Regions from separate parts of the Sus scrofa genome. Here region 2 is linked to region 1. A link is a contact called in public Hi-C data. All regions are on one chromosome and are shown on one strand. The core of a region is the stretch at or near the end of the contact, and the rest is flanking DNA. Distances in the headings are between cores, read along the strand shown.

Evidence for each region. Hi-C and Micro-C count contacts between places; a contact is called where the count stands out from the background.
Region 2: a contact with region 1 is called in a Hi-C map of fibroblasts, with 2.7 times the contacts expected there. The contact joins the promoter of PLEKHH2 here to the promoter of DYNC2LI1 in region 1. A contact is called at or near these places in 2 of 47 Hi-C or Micro-C datasets (embryonic fibroblasts and fibroblasts).

What each region holds. Positions count from the first base shown.
Region 1 is chr3:96,701,773-96,704,667 of Sscrofa11.1, forward strand. It overlaps DYNC2LI1 (dynein, cytoplasmic 2, light intermediate chain 1), which reads right to left and starts at 1,440. Exons shown (of 13, transcript NM_001244749.2): 1 at 1,368-1,440. The coding sequence starts at 1,375.
Region 2 is chr3:96,831,977-96,834,871 of Sscrofa11.1, forward strand. It overlaps PLEKHH2 (pleckstrin homology domain-containing family H member 2), which reads right to left and starts at 1,455. Exons shown (of 29, transcript XM_021087575.1): 1 at 1,300-1,455.

The sequences.
Region 1 (2,895 bases), core at 190-2,689:
AAAATCATCCTATCATTCATCTCTCTACACATGAATTTTACACGAATAAGATACCACTTTTTTTTTTTTAAAGTAAAGCCTAAATGAATTACGGAGTATTGAACTAAAAAAAACATGAGTAAGATTTGATGTTATAAGCTTGAATTTGCTACTTTCTACATCTATCAAGTATGCCAACTTGGGCACATTACCTAACCTCCCTGGAGCCTTCATTCCTTTATTAATTCAACACATATTTATTGAGCACCTAATATATGCAAGCGTCTGTGCTAGACCCCAGGCTCTAAAATGCTGATTTAAAAAAATACCAACTTTATAGGATTGCCACGATTGTTAAAACGTGATAATTCATTTAGGTTAGGGCCTGGTCTATATACAATTACCTAAAATAATAGAGTACTTATAATTACTATTTTAGGAATGAAAAGGGGGCAGAGAAAAGATCGAAATAAGCACTAAAATTCACACATTTATGTCGCAAGTGAGCCCCTAGGAACTCAATCCGGGCCTGTTGGCTCTTTAGTTACACACCGTTTCTTCATGATGTGATTATCTTCTTTCCAAGTTACCAGCGGGGCGGGGGGAAAAGAGAAGGAGGTGGTAGGTGCTAAAACCTGGTAGGTGCTAGAACCAATTATACGGTGATGGGAAGCTGACAATTTTTAAGGTTCACAAACTCTACAGAGATCACACTGCCCACATGTAAGGAAAACAGACTTATCCTGCTCGGTAATGGACTCCAGGACCCCTCTCTTCCTGATGTCGTTTTAAGTTGTTCAGAGAAGTTTTAGGTATCTACTTGAGAACAAGGAATTAACACTGACATCAGAGAACTGAAGAGGACTTGTTAGGTGATTAAAAACCCAGCCCCACCCCTGCTGCCCCTTTAAATTTGAGCTGACACTTTTCACAGTGTAACTTTCACAAGTTTCCCCTCATTTATTGTGGTGGCAAACATCTGCACCTGGAAGTGGCTTGGTGGTCTAGCTCACCGTCTGAAACTCGGCCCCTAGAACATTCCCTGTCCCGCAAGTAACTCTCATTAAGAAGTAAATGACTGGAGTAGAATGATCTTTCGAAATCTCTTAGCTTTTCCACCTGGGGAACTTTTATTTCGGCTTGCAGCAAAATCCACACGCTCAGGAATAATGCCTATGTATCCTTGACCATCTAAACAAGCGCTGCAAGCAGGAGAGACCCCAAATTTTCTTCCACCAGCAGGTCCCGCGTGGATCTTTAACCAAATATACCTGCGGGGGCCTCTTCCCCCCAGTCCCCACCACCCCACCCCTTTCTGGCAGGGCTGGGAAAGAGGGAAGGCTCTCGAGGGGAGCATAAGCCAGCAGCAAGCAGGGTTGCAGGGATACCTGGGCATCGCGGCCCGAGCGTCCCGGTATCTTGATCGAAGCGTAGGGCCCAGCTTAAAGCCTATCCGTCCGCGAGCTCCGAGCCGCGCCTGGTTGTGCGGGCTCTTATGTTGCCATGGTAGCGACGTCACAAGAACGGGATGCGTGCGGAAGAGGGGCATCACGGGAGATGTAGTTTCAGAGTTCTTCGTTAGGTAGTGGGAGACAGAGAGGAGATACGCGGTAATAAACCTGGGACCTAAAAGTTCTGGGCTGGACGTGTTCTTTGACTGAAAAAAGTATTTTACTGAGTACCAACTACTTATATGCCAGGAGGCTCTCCCTTTTCAATTGCTTTTCTCTTCCCAGTAGCAATGATTTGAAATTGAGGACGGAACAATCTTCTGAGCTATTTGCTAGTAATTTACTAGAGACAAAAATATTAACGATTTTTAGTATTTTCCAATTTTCTACTTGTTTGGTTGTTTCAGGATTTATGCAGTAACGCATCATTTATTAATAAGTTAGTAAAGAAATGCATCTCCTTAATACTTAATTTACTGTATCTCCAAATCAGTAACAAACATTGAGTTATTACTGAATGCAAGACTCTGCTATAGAGAGTAAGGAATGACGAGATGACTGCGACAAGATCACTGCCCTCGAGAGAGAAATACACAACTAATTACAATAATTCAAAGGAAGTCAGTGATACAAGCTATTGCTGGGTACAAACAATTTACATAAGAACAAGGGACTAATTATGCCTAAAGGAGTTGGTGAAACATACATGGCAGTGAAAATATTTTATCTGTCTTGAATGCTGAGTAGACCCAGGCTTTCTAGCCCAAGGTGTCCTGAATATTTGAAGAAGAAACTCCTCCTCCACCTTTCTGCCATTTGGCTTGGTCTCAAGAATATGGGCTTTGCAATAAGATAGATTTAAGTCCTGACTCAGCCACACTGGCTACATTGTCTCATTCCCACAATGAATACATCACTCCATTTCTCTGAGTCTTAGTTTCCTATCCTGTAAAGCAGGAGAAAAAGATGAGTGTTAAATGAGATAAATACATGTAAAACATAACTAATGTGCGTCTGACATAAGTGCTTAATAAGTTTTATTACTGTGTGGTAAGCTGCAGATCAGCAACGTTGAGGAAAGAAACACAAGAAAATGAAGCAGGGGGATGGTTGGTAGAAAGAAAGAGGCATTAGCTTCAGATAGAATCTTTGGAGATAAGATTCTCCCAAAACCTTGGAGACATAGGAGACTATAGTTGCACATCAGAGAAGAAATGGAGTTGAAGGGAGAAAGGATGGTAGCAAGGGGGTTTGCTACATCTACCATAGAATCAGCATCTATAGCCTGGGGCTGGCGTGCTTCTAAACCCACAGACTGACATGGGACAAACTGTAATGAATCATAAAGATTTGGATTCTGGAAGCTCAGAATCCCTTTGCATGTTAGTTGAGAAGCCCTATTGGTATGGACAACAATAATGGCAGCTAACATTTTGCCAAGTGCTTGCTGGGTCCTAGGCACAGT
Region 2 (2,895 bases), core at 205-2,704, 130 kb after region 1:
AGTTAGAACCACTTGCTAAATAAGTATCATTTCTAGATTTCGAATGTGAAAGTAATCTATCTTCACTGCAGGGGACAGGAAAAAGTTTTGGTTTTCCAAATACCCCCAGTGACTTTTGGAAACATTTACTGACACAAAATAAACTGTTTACAATTGTGGAGTGAATGCTCTTTTCTCTGAAACTTTGACTTCCTGTTTCTCTTCCAAATCCCTAAAGGGAAAGAAAAAGAAAAGAAAGAATTCATCTACTTAGGCTTACTCTGATGAAACTCAGGATAGTTTCATATCTCATATTCTTTAATTCTCTCCTCTTAAGGGACAGCTTAACTTGGCCAGGTACCTGTGTGTGTGTGTGATATGTGTGTGTGATGTGTATGTGTGTGTGATATGTGTGTATGTATGTGTTATGTGTGTGTATGTGTTTCTAAAGCAGAAAAGATGGTTTTCTTGACCACACTGAAGATTCCCTTGCTTAAGGAACCTCTCAACCATCACCAACACCACTTGGGCAAAGCCTACCCTTTGGAGGTACTGTTCAGAACCCCTAGTCCTCACTTCACAGCTCCTCGGGGACACACACAGCTGTGTGGTCGAGGCTTGCGACTAGCATTTTCACAAAGAAAGCAGTGACCTGCAGGTAGTACAGCACTAGGGCTTTAGCAGCATAAATGTCTCAACTTCTCTTCACACTGCGTTTCGCACATCAAAATCTATGGCTCAAATGTTCGGTCTTATATTTCAGGGGGAGTGCAGTTTCATGGTAGGTCATCTAAGGGCACTTTGACACTCCGGCAAATCAAGGTGTAGAAACCGGCTTTTTAAAGTTTTGAAAAGTTTCGCCGCCCCCCCCCCTCCCCTGCGAGAAAGGGCGCTCCCAAGAAGCGGAGGCGGTTCCGAAGCATCCCTAGCTGCGTGGGCCACTCGGCGCGGGGACGTGCGGCAGCCTTGTGCGTCCCCCTGACCGCCCGCGCCGCCAACCCGGGCCCCGCGTTTTCAAACAAAATGTCACGGGAGACCAGGGGGCGAGGAGCCGCCGGTCACCGCTCCCAGACGAGACCCCAGTCCCGCGGGCAGCAAAGGGAGCCATGTCGTGTGCCTGAGCTGCAGCAAGAGCCGCGGAGTTGAGTCCGGCGCTGGCCCGCTCCATCCCCCGGGTCTCCCGCCAGCCGGATCGGCCCGCCGCCCCCATCGTCCGCACGGCTTGCCCACCAGGGACGGCGCGTTCTCGAGGGGGCGGGGATCCCCGGACATCAGGGACACTGGGATCGCCCTTGGCTCCCGGCCCGTCCATCTGCCTACCTCTGCGCCAGCCCCCCAGTAGCGCCCGACGTCCTGGCAGCCCTTGGCGCGGGGTTCCAGGGGTTCTCAGCCGGCGCCCGCCTCACACCGAGCCCGGAGTGGGAGGGGGGAAGGACACCGCCTCCTCCTAGGACTGGCGGCCAGAGTAGCCAGGCAGAGGTCTCAGTCGACTTCATGACGTCACCTGGGGGTGTGGCTATGAGTTTGACTCCTCCCAGTCCCTACCCAAAGAGAGAGTTCTGTCCAGGAGCTGTACCTCTGGCCTCTGCCACGCTTAGAGCTCAGAGCCAGTTGCACTGTTCTCCCCCTTTCCATTCCCTCTGCCTGGACTCCGCACCCTCCCATTTGGTCTCCCAACCAGAAGCGTCTCCTCTTACCGATCTTTCACCGTCTTGCCAGGTTAGCTGTCCTTAAGGGCAGTGTTGATGTACATTCACTGTGACAAAGACCTTCACTGGCTTCCTTTTGCTTAAGTTATCAAAAACTTAGTCTAGTATTCAAGTCCTCCGTCCTGCTTTCTTCAGGTTTTGTTTGTTTTTTGTTTTTTGTCTTTTTGCCTTTTCTAGGGCCGCACTCGCGGCACATGGAGGTTCCCAGGCTAGGGGTCTAATTGGAGCTGTAGCCACCAGCCTACACCAGAGCCACAGCAACTCGGGATCCGAGCCATGTCTGTGACCTATACCACAGCTCATGGCAACGCTGGACCCTTAACCCACTCACTGATCGAGGCCAGCGATCAAACCTCAACTTCATGGTTCCTAGTCGGATTCGTTAACCTCTGAGCTACAAAGGGAACTCCTCTTCAGATTTATTTTTCACAGCTGCCCCTTCACTATGTGAGACGGTTACTGTGTGTTTCCCTATTCCAGGGAAGTCCATTTGGAACATTTACCTGCTATTTCCCATCTTTAAAAGTTCAAACTATCCTCTAAGACAGAGCTCAAATAATCTGTGTGTAACCATGCTTGTTGCCCCATTTAGCAGTAATCTCTTTTCTTGTTTCTGCACTCTGAGAATTTAGATTTTCACTCCTCTTGGCACAAGCTCATTCTGCTCTGCTTACCATTCCTTCTCTCTCCATTACATTGTGAAACCAGGAATTTGTTTTCTTTCTTTTTGCATCCTGCTCAGCACCTAGCACAGAGCATTGCGTAAATGAGTGATATTTTTATGGTAATTGGATTTTAATTTTAATCACAAGAAGGGGTCTGGAGGGGCCAGTCTCAGGGTTTTAAAAAAAGAGAGAGAGAATTCTGAAGGTTATGGGTAATCCCTTCCTAGGTCACAAAGCTAGATCAGACGAATTACTCCCTTTGGTTCACAGTTGGCCAATATAAAGTGGAAGGAGGATTTTTTTCATTACACTCTTTTTCTTTTCCTTCAGCTTATCTCACCTTATATAGAAAAAGCACAAAAGAGATAAAGATTTACAAAGTTCCACAGAGGGAAGGCAGTAAACGAATAAGACTAAAAGGCCAGCAAGTGAGTATCAGGCTTCCATATTTCTTCCAGATGAGCTCTAATTTTGGACTGGATCCCAGACTACCCCCACACATCAAATTCTTTTTGCCTTCTGTGGGAGCTGATGATGCCTAT